Linked DNA regions of Mus musculus: regions 1, 2, 4 and 5 are each linked to region 3. Evidence: chromatin contacts called from public promoter capture Hi-C data. All regions are on one chromosome and are shown on one strand. Each heading gives the region's core, a stretch centred on a gene start, on an enhancer-like site or on the middle of the called end of the contact. The rest is flanking DNA. Distances are from core to core; before and after follow the strand shown. Region 1 holds the start of Plcd4 (phospholipase C, delta 4). Region 2 holds the start of Bcs1l (BCS1-like (yeast)). Region 3 holds the start of Prkag3 (protein kinase, AMP-activated, gamma 3 non-catalytic subunit). Region 4 holds the start of Cfap65 (cilia and flagella associated protein 65). Region 5 holds the start of Cryba2 (crystallin, beta A2).

Region 1 (2,700 bases), core at 67-2,566, 200 kb before region 3:
TCTAACCAACCTCTGGCCAAGCTGAGTCCTGCCTGAGTCCTAACTCAGCTCTACAGATGCATACCTGTATTAGGTTAAACTAGGCTCCTTTTCCCACCCTGAGGCTACACAGAACTCCCCCCCCCCCTTCCTGGTTCTCTCGAATTTATCCTCTCTGCCTCTTAAAAACCATTTTCTTTCTAGCTGTGTCAATCACCCTTTTATAGAGAAACCTCTTAGCTGTACGGGGCAATGAGTGCTGACCCTAGCCACTGTGTCTCAGAGGTGAATCCACCCCAGGAAGATGGGAGGCAGAATGAGAATAGATTCTCATCAATGAAGATGCATTAAGAGACTGTTGAGGGTTACCAAATGAGGGTGTTCAAAACGCATGAGACAGTTGAACTCGTGGTAATAAAGAGATGATTTTAAGATAACCTTGGAAAGAGTCAGGGTTTGAGTTTATTCTGTGCTCTGGTTTTTGCCTGCTTAACAAGCCGAGGCAAGTTCTTGGTACACTAGCAGGTTGTATGCCATGGGACTTTAAGGCCACAGACAACTGTTTGATCTGGACTTGGATTTAGGGCTCCCCAAGGTTGCCTTTTTGCCAGAACTGCTTATTAGGGTGCCCACTAAATATGTTCTCCTCATCCCTGGAAACTGTAATTTGACAAATTCTAAAACGCTCTCATGGAGATGATTGATCTAGGCTTAAGTCTCTGGACTTGAGAGAGCCTTAAAGTTCTAACATTCTAAGGGCTATGACCTCTGAGCAGAGCCATCCTATCCACTTTATATGAAACAGGTTAGCCATAACCCTTCTCAGAAGTGAGAACATAGACAAAATAGCTCTCTTCCTTCCTACCTCCCAGAAAGAAATTTGAGACATGCTGACTTCCTACTATAATGTCATTGGCACTTGGTGTTGACACTTCCAAACTCCGAGGATCATATAAAGCTATTTGGAAGTACAAGATCCTAAATATATATATGTGTGTGTGTGTGTGTGCTAATCTCCCCCCACCCTGAACCTAGGCCACCCTCCAACTTCCTATATAGCCAATGATGACCCTTGAACGCCCCTGATCCTTCTGTTTGCACCTCCCATGTGTTAAGATTGCCACTGTGCCTGGCTGACCCAATCTCTCTTACTTTTAGAATTTTATCCTTTGTGTCCTTGCTGGTGCCCCCTCTCCCAGATCCTCTGTTTCTTCTCGCCCCACTGCACCTGCATCCGTTGTAACCATCCTTCCTTTCAGACACTAGCGGGAACACCAAGACTTGGAACACTTAGGTTCTAACACATTCTTTGGGCACTTTGTTTAGTCAGTCTCCTAGGATACAGGGAAAAATGAGGCTGAAAGGAGAGGCATGTTACTGAGTGTCCAAATGAAAGTGCCCTCTCTCCTGGACTGTAGATTCGAAATCCTTAAAGGGGCTGAGAGCCAGGGCTATTGGGAATTAGTGGAGATAAAGGAGGGGAATGGCAGGAAAGGGTGATGGAGAAAGAGGAGGAGGAGAAGGTTAAGAAGAGAACACAAAAAGCTTGACTTGAGGGAGCAGAGAGGCTGGTGAGAGAGAAAGGAATGAGCTAGGAAGAAAGAAAAGTCAGACATGGGATGGGAAAGGTAAGACAACGGGAAGAAAAGGAAGTTGTTTGGCGGTATGTAGGGGACCCAGAAGATAATGGAGTGGAGAGAAAGACCATCGGTGTCCCTCACCGATCGCAGGCCTTCCTTCAACATGCTTTCTGGAGAAGGCCCTTTCTAAGGGAAGAGTTGGTGAATTCTGCACCGGTTGTAGAGAGACCTGCAATCTATTGCAGTTGTGTCACTGAAGGACCCTGTCAGGACAGCCAATCTTTCTGGTCTTCAGTCTCCTCCATGAAGCTCAGGTCTTGTACACTGTGGCTTCCCTGAGGTGCTGCTGACACTCTTGCCCATACTACACACAGACGCAAGCTAAAACCACCGCTCTTGAGTGGGGACAGGTTAGACAGGGGGGAAAGAGGCAGTTTGTTTGTTTGCTTGTTGTTTTTCGAGACAGGATATCTCTATGTAACCCTGGCTGTCCTGGAACTCACTCTATAGACCAGGCTGGTCTCAAACTCAGAAATCTGCCTGCCTCTGTCTCCCAAGTGCTGGGATTAAAGGCGTGTGCCACCACTGCCCAACAAGAAAGAAGTAGTTTTTTAAGGCTGGCTAGGGAAACTGTTTTTGGATCCTGGGCTCTGTTCTCAGGTTTCCCATGTTTCAGGACATGTAAGGTTCCTGGACACAGGAACAGAGAAGGTAATTCTGTTTTCTTCCAATCCCAAGACCAACTACAGAGTCCTGTGCCTACAAGGTGGAAACTTCAATCTCAGGTCACCCTCAGCCCACTATGGTCTGAGCAACCAAGGAATTTAAGAGTGACCTGTTACTTTGGCCTCTGGTCTTCATACAGCAATTTTTTGTTTGTTTGGTTTTTTTGTTTGTTTGTTTTTTCGAGACAGGGTTTCTCTGTATAGCCCTGGCTGTCCTGGAACTCACTTTGTAGACCAGGCTGGCCTCGAACTCAGAAATCCGCCTGCCTCTGCCTCCCAAGTGCTGGGACTAAAGGTGTGCGCCACCACACCCGGCTCATACAGCAGTTTTAAGCCATATGAAGATTCCAAATAGTTTTCCACACCTGGAAAAAGAGATGCTTTCTGTCCCTGAAGGAGCTCTTTGGGACCCTTCT
Region 2 (2,700 bases), core at 20-2,519, 160 kb before region 3:
AGTATGTGCCAGGTGAGAGTGGCTAGTTCTCATTCTACAGAATCCCTCCACGTAAAAACAGCACGAGGGCTGTAGGGATGGCGCAGTGATGAAGAGCACTGACTGCTCTTCCAGAGGTCCTGGGTTCAATTCCCAGCAACCACATGGTGGCTCGCAACTATCTGTTAATAGGATCCGATGCCCTTTCTCCTGTGTCTGAAGAAAGCAACCGTGTACTCACATACATAAAATAAACAAATATGTCTTTAAAAAGCATAACAGCAGGAACAGACAGCAATTCAAGAAGGAGGCAGGGAAGTGCACTTCCGTGGTCAGCGAGGCTTTTTGGAAATCACAGCCCCCACGGACTACTAATTATTGCTGCTCTAGGCGGTCTTCCAGCCCATCACATGGCCTCAGGAAGATGCGGGGGAGGAGGTAGGAGAGAGCCAGAAAGAAGTAACGTGCTTTTGAGACTGGAGAAGCAAGGGATACCGAAGCCTGGGGAACAAGGCAACCCTGCGTAGGCACCTCAGTTCCCACGCGCCTCTGGGCTTTGACTCACCGTGTAGCCTTGAGTCGATGCACTTGCCTCGCTTCTCAGGACCTCAGCTTTCCTGTCTGTAAAGTGGAGGCGGCGGCGACGACAGCTTTTACACTGTGGGGCGACAGCCAAGTCACGAGATACAGCGGAGGAGAAAGGCGTTTTGGAACCTGCAAGGCTTGGGATGATGCATCGTCACGGTTCTGGTCCTGAGGAGAGGCAGCGGATACCCGGGCGGGGCCCGGAGCTGTGACGCGACTGAGACGCCCGAGTCCAGCAGAGATGCGCCCGCGCCCCTCTCACCGGCGCGCTCCCCGCAGCACCTCCTCCCGCGGGCTCCACCTCCAGGGCCCACTCAAGCTGGAGCTAGAGAAACTTTTACCTTCAGCTCACAGCGCCCGCACTTCCCCTGGTTCCCGCCGACAGCCGCTCTCTCACCTCCTACCCGTGGGCTGGCGGGAGCTGCATCTCTATGGTCCGACTGGGACTGGAGTGGCTCCTCGGGGGCCTTTGATGTGGCCGCCCCCGGCCCAGGCGCCTCTAGGAATCTGACGTGTGGCAGCCACTCTGTCTCTCTTCAAGGCCCGTGCTACTCTATGGTTTCCCCTCTATGTCCTTGAGTACCCCCCTTCTGAAGCCCCAAAGCGGAACCATCGAGAATTGCAGGGAAGAGTGGCAAGGACTCCGTGGTGGGTGTGGCCGGAAGTAGATGCAGCAGTCCGGGGCGGGACTAGCGGCGCTGCCTCTTCGTAGGCCCGGCGAAACCATCGAGTGTGAGGGCCAGAGAGTCATGGAGGGAAGGGGGCGGAGTGACAGATTTCTCTCTCCCACGTTCCTGGAAGCGCGAGCAGGTCTGTGTATAGGGTGTCCGGGAGTCAGCTGCTGTGTGTCAGGGTTCGGGAGCCGGGGGCCAGGAGATCTTCGTCAGCGGCTCTCCATGCAAAGGTGCTTTGGAATTCTGGATCACAGCTCCGAGCCTTAGCGGAGGTCACGGCTGTCAATTCACCAGTGGGCCGGTGTGCCAGGCAGAGGAGTGGCAGTGGAGAAGTGTTGCAAGGAGAGGTGTTCTGGAAATAATTGCCATTTTGTCCCCTTAGGCATTGTCTTAAGTTAGGCTTAGTCACATCTTAATTGGGTTGAATTTGAAAAAGGCTCCAAAAAAAAAAAAAAAGAAAAAGAAAAAGGCTCCGTGGAAGAAGTAGACTATATGATCTCAATGAAAAAGAATGCCTAGAATAAAGGGGTGGGGGTCATTCGGTACCAACAGAACTGAGAGAGCTAGAAGTAGGTAGTGATTTGCTAGTAAAGGTACGCATTCTAATGTAGGCATCCCTGCGTATCCGGCTGTGGTATTTGAACCCAATGGGAGCAAGGCACCAAGGGTGCTGGAATACAAGTGACAGAATTGTAGCGTGTCTGGGATTGGTGGGTTTGGATGATGCAGGTGCTGAAGGTCCATTCAAATATCACCTCAAGAACCAAAATAACTTGCAAGAAATAGTTTAGGTGAGAAGTAATAAATGTCTGTACAGGACATTAGGAACGGGGTGTAAGGGAGAGGATATTTGAAAGACATTTCTGATGGTAAGGCATGTGGTCATTGACAGAGCAATGGAAAAATCACCTTTGCCGATTCCATTCAGTGGGGACCCTTCTGTCTAGCTCTTGCCAGGGACCAGAGTCTTGCCTTTCTAGTATCCTGATGTGGAGCTGGGTACATTGCTTTTTGGAATTGAGAAACTCTCCAAAATGGCCTTCTGGCAAAAGGTCTAACTGAAGAGCAAAATGGATTGAAGAGCCTGGGGTGTTTGCTGTGGCATTCCAACACCATTCCTACTCCACTGAAACACAGTCCTGCTGACCTGTCCATCTTGCTTCTGTGGGAGGGAGCGGAGCAAGATTGACTGGTCTAGTTTCTATACTAGTCTTATGCTTTCTTCCAGTTCTGCTACAATCCATCCCTCGGTTTTGACAGTGCCTCAGAGCCTATAAGCATCTGTGCTGCTTCTTTTCAAGATGCCATTTTCAGACTTTGTTCTGGCCCTTAAAGACAATCCCTACTTTGGGGCTGGATTTGGGCTGGTAGGTGTGGGTACGGCTCTGGCTATGGCCCGGAAAGGAGCCCAGTTGGGTCTAGTGGCATTCCGGCGCCATTACATGATCACACTGGAAGTCCC
Region 3 (2,789 bases), core at 175-2,674:
GACTCAGCAGCTGGTCTGGACTGGGCACCTGTTGGGGGAAGAAGGCAGGGACGACAGTAACTTCATCTTCCAAAGCATGCTATCTGGGCTTTCAGGGTTTGGCAGCACAGGGGGCACCGGGATGGTAAAGAGTCTCAGAGTCCTAGCTGACAGCAACTCTGTTCCATCCCAAGGTGGCTGCACTGGGACCCTGGGTCATCACATAGTTATTGCCTCTCGTTTAGGGAGGCAGAGGCCACAAGGTGAGACTGTGTTTAAGTCCGTGTGATGGAGAGGCCCGAGGTCAAGCTCTGCTCTGGAATTCCTGCTGACCCTGTCACCATAACTGACCTTGGCCTCACCTTCTCCCAAACCTGGTGGTTCTGCTTCCTCTACGGCCTCCTGTCTCGTCCATCTGGAAGCCTTGACTCCCCGTATGGCACAGGTTCTTTCTGAGCTGGTGGCCACAGCTGGTGAGGGCCATGAGTTTTCTCCTTGTTCTAAGAAGTCCATCTCTGGAAGGAGGAAAGGAATCTCTTTGACTAGTAGGAAATGATACAACAAAACCAAGTCCCATGTCATTACTGAGCCTCTTGGAAGCTTTCAAAGCCCCCCTCCCCAAATATTTCTTGTTTTCTATTCATTGGAATTTTCCAAGATACGTATTGTAAATGGGAATAGCATTCCTATTTAGCCTCGAGGGACCGGAAACTCTGAGAGGTTAAGCAATTTACCACAAATTTCACAGCTGGAAAGTGGTAAGGTGGGGTTCAGATCTTCAGCAAAGAGGAAAGGGGAGGTGGGGGACACATTGGGAAAAAGAAGAGGGAGAAAGCTGAGAGGAGAAAGAATTTCTCCTGAAAAAAGCCAAGCTAGGGGTTAAGGACTGGGGTTCAAAAAGACGGAGGACAAGGGAGCTAAAGAGAAAAGGCTAGACCCACAGGGAGCGATACTCCACCCACCTTGACTCTCTGGACCCCCACTGTGGCTCCAGGTCAGGGTCTTTGGGAGAGAATGTCTGAAGTGAAAATGCTATCCGTTCTCAAGTCTCTGGGTTGTCCCCTTTAAAAAGCACACCCACCCCAAACACCACATGTATACAGATAGGCACAACTTGCACACCCCTGGTACACCTGGAACCTCACACAGGCACGTACACGCAAAATACATACATACACAGCACCGACCAGTTCACACACTCAGAGTACAGTGCACAGCAAGCACGCGGGCTACACACGGGCGCCCACACACAGCCACGCGCTTGCTGTCCTTCTCTGTCCCAGCGCCGGCCCCCTGGGACCCCGGTACCCCAGGCAATGTGTGCTCCAGCTCGGGCTCCATGCGGCCAGCTCTAGTCCGTTAGCAAGTGCGCGACAGGCGGCGGCAGGGTGGCACTATTCTGGGCTGGTCCCTGGCGGCAGGCCCTTGAGAGATCGGGTTCTCTCTGATTGTCAGGTCTTGGGAGGGAGCGCTTAACCCGCAGCTGTTCCCGCACTGCAGCTTGGGGGCGCTGCGGAGGCGGAACTCTCATCTTCGAACTGAAAGTTTTAAGGAGAAAAGTTGGCTTCCTTCACTTTCTCCTCCATGCAAACTTCCCTAGCCTAGGTGGGATGAGTTAGAAAGGATACACTCGAGGATAGAGAAGGGTAAGGGGGTTGTGAGTGATCCCGAGAGAGGAGCAGAGTATGTCAAGACATCCCATTTTGGGTCCTGCCACCCTATTCCCTTCTTAGGTGAAAGATGAAAGATGGAGAAGGAGAATCAGACCGGTGGGCACTCTGCTGGTCATCCCAAAGGTGAGAGATGGGGCAGAGGGAGTGGGCTTCACACCTGCGTGCAGAGGGAGCAGTACCTGAACCGACCTGTGCCTGCGGGATGAATGGATGTGCGGGAGTCCAGTCCCTAACCCACCATGAGTACTGACTCTGCATCTCTCTGTGCCAGAGGGGAACCCAGCCTGGCTTCTATGCGCCTCACCCCCTTCCTTGGCATTCCTAGGGCCTGAGTCAGAGTCCAAATGGGGAATGCTGAGCCAGCTGCTCTGGCTTTCCTCTCCCTGTCCCTCCCTCCCTCTTGTCATTCCAGTCTCTTCCATCGCGACCCTCTGAGTGGACACTCAGGAATGGACTATTGGGTTTCCTGCTGGATTTAGTGAACATATTTTCTTTTCTGCTTCAAAGCACCTGCAATGGCCTCCGAGGAGGGTGGAGAAGAACTGTGTGGGGGGGGGGGGCTTTTGCTTTTCATGAGTGTCCCTGGGACCAGATCTGTCGCCAGATAGTGGAACTTCTGAGACACAGCAAATGGGCCCACCTCAGCGTCCATCAGCCTGTGCTCTATTGTCTAGGCATGGCAGTCTTTGCTGAACTTGTGACAATGGTCCACAGCTTGTCACTGTGCAGTATTTTCCTTGCTAGAGGCTGGTCAGTCTCTAAACTAGTATTCCTATTAGGTTTTAAGTAGCATCATTTCCAAATAAAAATTAGTTAGGATAGACGTTTGGTTGCTGTAACAAAGACCCAATGTAAGGATGCCCAGGAGCTTGAGAGGTGGCTCAGTGGGGGAGAACATTGTCTGGGTAAGCATGAGGACCCAAGTTCAAGTCCCCACATATAAAGCTGGATGTGGAAGTGGAAGCAGGAAGATCACTGGGACTTGCTGGTCTCCAGCCTAGTTTCACTAGGTTTAGTGAGAGGCTCTGTCTCAAGAAAGATTAAGATGGAGCCTGATTAAGCAGGACACTCAACTTCCTCTGGCTTCTGGGAATACATACGCATACTACATATCACACACACACACACACACACACA
Region 4 (2,724 bases), core at 7-2,506, 190 kb after region 3:
TTTATCGTTACATGTGATTTGCCTTCTTTTCCTTGTTTTTCTTTTGAGACAAGGTTTCTCTGTGTAGCCCTGGCTGTCCTGGAACTAGATCTACAGACTAGGTTAGTCTCAAACTCTGAGATCCACTTGCCTCTGTCTTCCAAGCGCTGGGATTAAAGACATGAACCATCATGATTGGCCATGACTTGCTTTTAATTTAACCTAAAACATCTCCTTCTTCAAGTTGGTGGTTAATTAAGGTCCCCATGTTATAATGTAACAATCTCATGATTACCTTTAGCAGTTTACACATTTCCCAAAGACAATCTCATTCTCTCTCCACCAGCCAGAGAAACCCTCTGTTGGCTCATTTGTTCCTAGAAGGTTCTCTAACACTGGAGGAAACCATTTCAAGTTACTGTCCTCATCCCATGCATTCCCTCACAGAGCATTTACCAAACAGGTCTGATACAGCAGGTACTTGTACAAAACAAGCTTCCTACCTCCAAATGTAAAGTGGGTGTTCAGACAGAACCCAAGAAATGCAAGCTGCGGGTGGGGAGGAGAGCTGTTACTTTTCTGTCCTTGGATAGCTTTAGGTCCTGTCCCTAGTCCCTGATCTCTCAGACATCAGGGGATTCAACAGACAGTCTGCCTTGCCTCTCTGAAAAAGTCCCCACTCAATACACCAATCTATCTCTGAAAGGCTAGAGAAGAGACAAAATAAGGTAGAAAAGTGGTCCAGCCGGGACTTAAGGCAGGAAGCATGGAGCCTTTCCGGGAACAGAGAAGGTCATTTGCAACATTTTGCTGTGAAAAAACGTGCAGTTGTGTGTGTGTGTGTGTGTGTGTGTGTGTGTGTGTGTGTGTGTGTGTGTGTGTGTGTGTTTGGGGGGGGCTTGTTTTAAACCAATTTTCTAGTTTCGGGGGTGGGGGTATTTTATCAGTTTCTTTTATTTGCCTAATTTCTGATCTTAAAATTTTACAAACGACAGGTGAAAAAACCGGGAGTAGGGGTGAGGGTAAGGAGTGGTCAAGTAGAGCTGAGGAAGGAAGCCTTAAAACGAAGGGAACAAAATGTACTTATGGGGCTTCTCAGGGTCTCCTGGCCCCCGCATCTAATTAATCTCGCCCACAACGAAAGGACTTTCTGAAGACCCGCCACGATTTCCTGTAAAAGGGGTTTTTAGTACAGATACCGTTCCTTGTTCCTCTCGCTGGCCTCCAACGTTTAGAACTCATGCAAACGCTGTGCTAACGTCTCCGTAGATACAGGACGCTCGGGACACAGCGTCTTTTGGTATCCCATGGCAACGACGGCAACCCAAAAGAGCCAAGGTTCAGAGAAAGCGAATGAGTCCGTTTCTTTTTGTTTTGTTTTTCTCTTCATTTCATTTCTTTTCCTTTATTTTCTCTCTTTTTTCTTCTTTCCTTTCCTTTTTCTTCTTTTTTCTTTAACTTTCTTTATATATTTTTTTCTTTTTGTGCTAAGAATTAAAGCTTTGATCATCACTAAGCTACACACCCAGTCAATGCCTGCTCAAATTTAATCTCCCTATGTTAAGTATTGAATCCAAGATTTTCCCTGCTGTAGTACCAACTGTGGTCTTTTTCCATTCCAGACAAGGTAAACATGGTTCCCCCAATTTTCATGGTGTCCTGGCAATTACTTTATTTGACCACCTTATTCATAGATTACTGTTGGGCTCAAAAATCATAGATTGCCTGAATGGGAGTCATTCCTAATCTCTTGAAGTAGACTGATCTAGACTCAGAGCCTCATTCCCTATGATCATGATGGTTCATTGAAAACAGCCTCTGGTTATTTCTTACTGCATAGGATTTATAAATGTGCTCCTTCTGCTGCCGAAAGAGAACACCTTTGGCATTTTCTTCCAGATATCTTTTGGTCTGAGACCAAAGAAAATTAACTTGTTTGAAGAGAGACAAAAGTTAATGTATGAAGAAATTCTTTTTTGTCTGTGCACTGGTGTGCACGCTGTGAGAAAGGTATCATTGGATGAAGGCGACGTAGAAAAAGCCAAGAATCTCAAAGTTCATTCTTCGGCAATTAAAGAGTTTTACTGCCTGAACAGTGAACCCATTCCTCCTCAGAATGAAAGGGGTGTGGTGTGGTTATAGAGGGAGAGCTCAGAGAGCTGGAAGCAAACCCAGAAAATAAACGAGCAGTTTGGAGGATTGGGGTTCACTTGTGGGAGGTAGGCGATGGACTGAGGTGACAAAGTGACCTGAGTTGGCTTGAGGGATCACATGAGCGGGGGAGGGCAGGGCTGCTGCAAGGGAGGTCCAGGAGGTCGGTTAAGTCATGCCAGCCCAACTAAGCCTGGAATTCTTTGGGGATTAAGGAACGTGGAACTCAGTGAGTGTCTCGCTGGTTTCTCAGAATCTGAAGGCTGTACTTTGAACGTGATGACGTTGATGCTATTTGGAGCTCCTGTAATGATTTCTCCCTTTTTTTGTTTTTCTTCAAGTTCTTCTTTTTTTTTTTTTAATCAGTCTGACTCAGCTGGACCTTATGGACAAAAAAAGTGGGGGGTATAAATGACAATAAGTGAATGAATGATAATGAATGTAATGGAATAATGAATGATGAAATGATGAATAGAAATGAATAAACAAAATTTTCCTTTTCATACTTATGCCAAAAAAAATTGAGAATACTTATGCAGGATTTGGGGGGGGACCTCAGAGAACCCAATAAGAAAAAACTGATGATAAAGAAGT
Region 5 (2,700 bases), core at 150-2,649, 140 kb after region 3:
CAAATGCCACTACCACCCACCCAAGAGTTTATTCATACATCATGGGGTGGTGGTGGGTGGGTAGGTATTTCAAAGCAACTCACTTTGGTTGGGACCTGGAGCTTGGTGGCAGGAGATCAGAGGTTGGGGTGTGTGTGTGTGTGCGCGCGCGCGCGTGTGTGTGTGTGGGGGGGGGGGGGGGGGAGGAGTTGGCTGTGCTCACCGCACAGAGCACTGGCCTGAAGGACAGCAATTGGTTGCTGTGGTGGCCACTGCTTCCGCTCCAGGCACTCCAGCAAGGATAGTCTCCCTTCTCTAGAATGAACTGCTGTCCCTGGAAGTCGGGGTACTCGAAGGCCACCCATCTGAAAAAAAAAAAGAGAAGAGGAACTGGGAAACATCTGCTCAGTCTCCCTCTCCCCCATCATCACCCTGTTTGCTAAGGTTGAAAATATCCGGGGACTCAAACTATTTCTCCAACGCTAAACCATTCCTCAGATAGACCCAGCTCCTCTGGAAACTGAAAGCCCCAAACCTGAGCTAGAAAGGCCCAGGTTTCCCGTTTATCGCCCGCGGTTAGAAGGAATGTTTCAGGTTAATAAGATCGCCGAACCAGTGACTTCCTTCTGGGTTTTATGTGACTGCATAGGCAGCCAACCGTTCTCTGTACTGCTATAGTGGCAAAGGAGCCTCTGCTATCTTCAGGACCCCAACCTGGCTTCTAGGATACCCAGATGGGCAGAGCACAAAGGATCTGTCTCCACAAAGCCACCTGCACAAAGAAAACGTGGAGGTTTCAGGGCGGCCCCACGATTGCTTCTTGCCTTTGTCTTGGGGAGGGGTTGGGAGTACTGGAGAGGACAAAGATTTCTCTCCTTGATGAGTCTGTCTACGGCGCACTGGAGTGAAGGTTGAAGTTCCGGGCTCTGACTTTGGCTAGGGTGGAAGGGAGAGAAGCCAGAAAACCCCTAAATTGGCCCATTAGCCACAGCAGGATCACTCACGCGCCGTTTTCCACCTTGACTGAGCGCACCCTGCGCAGGGCTCCCCGCTCACAGACGTTGGCACAGTCGCTCAGTAGCCGGCAGCGACGACCCTGGAAGTCCTCCTCATCCCAGAGTGTGAGGCAAACGGGCGCCGAGCCCGGCGCGGGGGCGCTGCTCATGTCGCTGCAGATAAGAAGGGCAAGATCATGGGCTAACTTCTCGGGAACACTCTACTTAGCCTAAGCCTGCCCATCCCCAGTAGGGTGTGAGGAATCTAGGGTCTGGATCCGGACACAGGCTGCCGCTGTGCGGAGCGGGTGGGCGTGAGGGGAGGTTCCCTTGTTACTCCCTCTCCCCCCAGTACTCACCGAGTGAGTGAGCACCGCACCGACGGAAAATGGAGAGGCTGCGCGCGAGCCTGGTGTTCGCTGCTTTATAGTCATGTCTGGCTGCCTCTCCCTGTGGAATCCGGGTGGGGTGTGCAAGCTGAGTCAGCTGGCAGGCTTTGGCCAGCTCTGGTCTGCATAGGCAGCGGAGTCACCGATCTGGTCCCAGCCCGCATGCATGACAACGGAAAGTGCTGAGGCGCACATCGTGTCTGCCGGAGCCCAGGCTGACTCTGCGCTTTCTTTCACTGTGGTCTAAGCCTGGTAGAGACTCCTAGCCTAGGGGCAGAACAAGCAATCCCTGGCACAGACACTCAGGCGTGACCGTAAGCGTACGGTTTAGCCTTTTCTAAGACTGCGTAAGCCTGGCCAGCACAGTTCTTTCCAAAGTCAAAACTCTCTAGGTGAAGATCTTGCTTTTGGGGGACACTAGGGAGGAGGAAGAGAAGACCCTTCTCTAAGGACGCTGCGCCAAGGCCCTCAGGACCTGTTCGCTGTTACCCTTTTCTTCCTGAGCGGAGCTTTCCAAGGAGTCTTCTCTGGCACTGAGGTCAAGACCAGGCCTCGCCGCCAGGCGGCACTAAACACTGAAAAGCACCCGGGAGCGCTAGCATGGGTTTTGGTTTGGTTTGGTTTGGTTTTTTGGGTTTTGTTTTTGTTTTTGTTTTTTTCCTGGATTTTAAGAATACAAGTGCCAAGAGAGGGTTCAACTGTCCTAGATAGAAGTGGCTCTCAGTCTTCCCCCACCCTCTCGGGGACCACCGAGGCACCAGAATCTGCAGCAGTGGGGAGGTGGGGAGATGGGACAGAAAAGGCTAGGGACCCCAAAGGAGGTCTCCTCGCCCTTTTAGCTGTCATTTAGAAGGCAGGCTGATTACAGATCCTTAACAACGAGAGAGGCTAACCCAGCAGAAGAGGGAAGGAGGTGGGTGGGAAATATTTTGTTACTCCTGTTTGCCAAGTGCCTCCTCTATAGACTCAGCAGCCTGGTGGGTTCAGTTTGCACACACAAACATAAAAATTGAAGCCCAGCAGGGTGTGGGGCTTTCTTCAAATCCACACCTAGCCACTTTCATAGTTAAGAACATCCAGGAGGCCTTTTGTTCTGTTGCCAGACCCCCTACCTCAACTCCCGGAAGCTTAACCTCTGGCACCTTCCTTCTACCAACTGCTAAACCCATCCGTGGCTGGCCGAGAGCCTTTGCTTTTGCCCTTCGATTTCCCTGGGATGTTTTAACCACACATTCTTGGTGTGGCTAGCTCCTCTGCTACTCTGTAGATGGTACCAGCCACAAAACACCACCCATCGAGTACGTTTTTCTCTTTAGCCTTTATCAGTCTCAAGATCT

The links. Promoter capture Hi-C pulls out the DNA fragments that hold promoters and counts their contacts. Capture Hi-C pulls out chosen DNA fragments and counts their contacts.
Region 1: a contact with region 3 is called in a promoter capture Hi-C map of adipose tissue. The contact joins the promoter of Plcd4 here to the promoter of Prkag3 in region 3. A contact is called at or near these places in 7 of 39 promoter capture datasets (the 3T3-L1 cell line, cranial neural crest, embryonic stem cells and 2 more), 6 of 484 Hi-C or Micro-C datasets (the G1E-ER4 cell line, bone marrow-derived macrophages, cortical neurons and 2 more) and 4 of 9 other capture datasets (adipose tissue, embryonic stem cells, liver and 1 more).
Region 2: a promoter capture Hi-C map of liver shows a contact between it and region 3. The contact joins the promoter of Bcs1l here to the promoter of Prkag3 in region 3. A contact is called at or near these places in 8 of 39 promoter capture datasets (3T3-L1-derived adipocytes, the C10 cell line, cranial neural crest and 4 more), 15 of 484 Hi-C or Micro-C datasets (cardiomyocytes, cerebellar granule neurons, embryonic fibroblasts and 10 more), 5 of 115 datasets of contacts at active chromatin or transcription factors (the SCID.adh cell line, astrocytes, bone marrow-derived macrophages and 2 more) and 3 of 9 other capture datasets (adipose tissue, liver and pancreatic islet).
Region 4: a promoter capture Hi-C map of pancreatic islet shows a contact between it and region 3. The contact joins the promoter of Cfap65 here to the promoter of Prkag3 in region 3. A contact is called at or near these places in 7 of 39 promoter capture datasets (the HPC-7 cell line, HPC-7-derived erythroid cells, cranial neural crest and 4 more) and 1 of 9 other capture datasets (pancreatic islet).
Region 5: a contact with region 3 is called in a promoter capture Hi-C map of embryonic stem cells. The contact joins the promoter of Cryba2 here to the promoter of Prkag3 in region 3. A contact is called at or near these places in 18 of 39 promoter capture datasets (the 3T3-L1 cell line, the C10 cell line, the HPC-7 cell line and 10 more), 1 of 15 datasets of contacts at CTCF or cohesin (the NIH/3T3 cell line), 11 of 484 Hi-C or Micro-C datasets (the AML12 cell line, LSK cells, the N1E-115 cell line and 4 more), 6 of 115 datasets of contacts at active chromatin or transcription factors (embryonic stem cells, pancreatic cancer cells and stem cell-derived neural progenitor cells) and 3 of 9 other capture datasets (adipose tissue, embryonic stem cells and liver).

Annotation. Positions count from the first base shown.
Region 1 is chr1:74,543,044-74,545,743 of GRCm38.p6, forward strand. It overlaps Plcd4 (phospholipase C, delta 4), which reads left to right and starts at 1,317. Exons shown (of 18, transcript NM_148937.2): 1 at 1,317-1,607. It also overlaps a transcript of Usp37 not described here.
Region 2 is chr1:74,587,020-74,589,719 of GRCm38.p6, forward strand. Bcs1l (BCS1-like (yeast)) reads left to right here and starts at 1,270. Exons shown (of 8, transcript NM_001305652.1): 1 at 1,270-1,374; 2 at 2,467-2,700. The coding sequence starts at 2,540. Zfp142 (zinc finger protein 142) reads right to left here and starts at 1,009. Exons shown (of 9, transcript NM_001310668.1): 1 at 545-1,009.
Region 3 is chr1:74,747,531-74,750,319 of GRCm38.p6, forward strand. Prkag3 (protein kinase, AMP-activated, gamma 3 non-catalytic subunit) reads right to left here and starts at 1,425. Exons shown (of 14, transcript NM_153744.3): 1 at 1,288-1,425; 2 at 942-981; 3 at 342-494; 4 at 1-28. The coding sequence starts at 1,320.
Region 4 is chr1:74,934,343-74,937,066 of GRCm38.p6, forward strand. Cfap65 (cilia and flagella associated protein 65) reads right to left here and starts at 1,257. Exons shown (of 33, transcript NM_001039495.1): 1 at 1,179-1,257.
Region 5 is chr1:74,891,744-74,894,443 of GRCm38.p6, forward strand. Cryba2 (crystallin, beta A2) reads right to left here and starts at 1,400. Exons shown (of 5, transcript NM_021541.3): 1 at 1,334-1,400; 2 at 984-1,148; 3 at 203-344. The coding sequence starts at 1,144.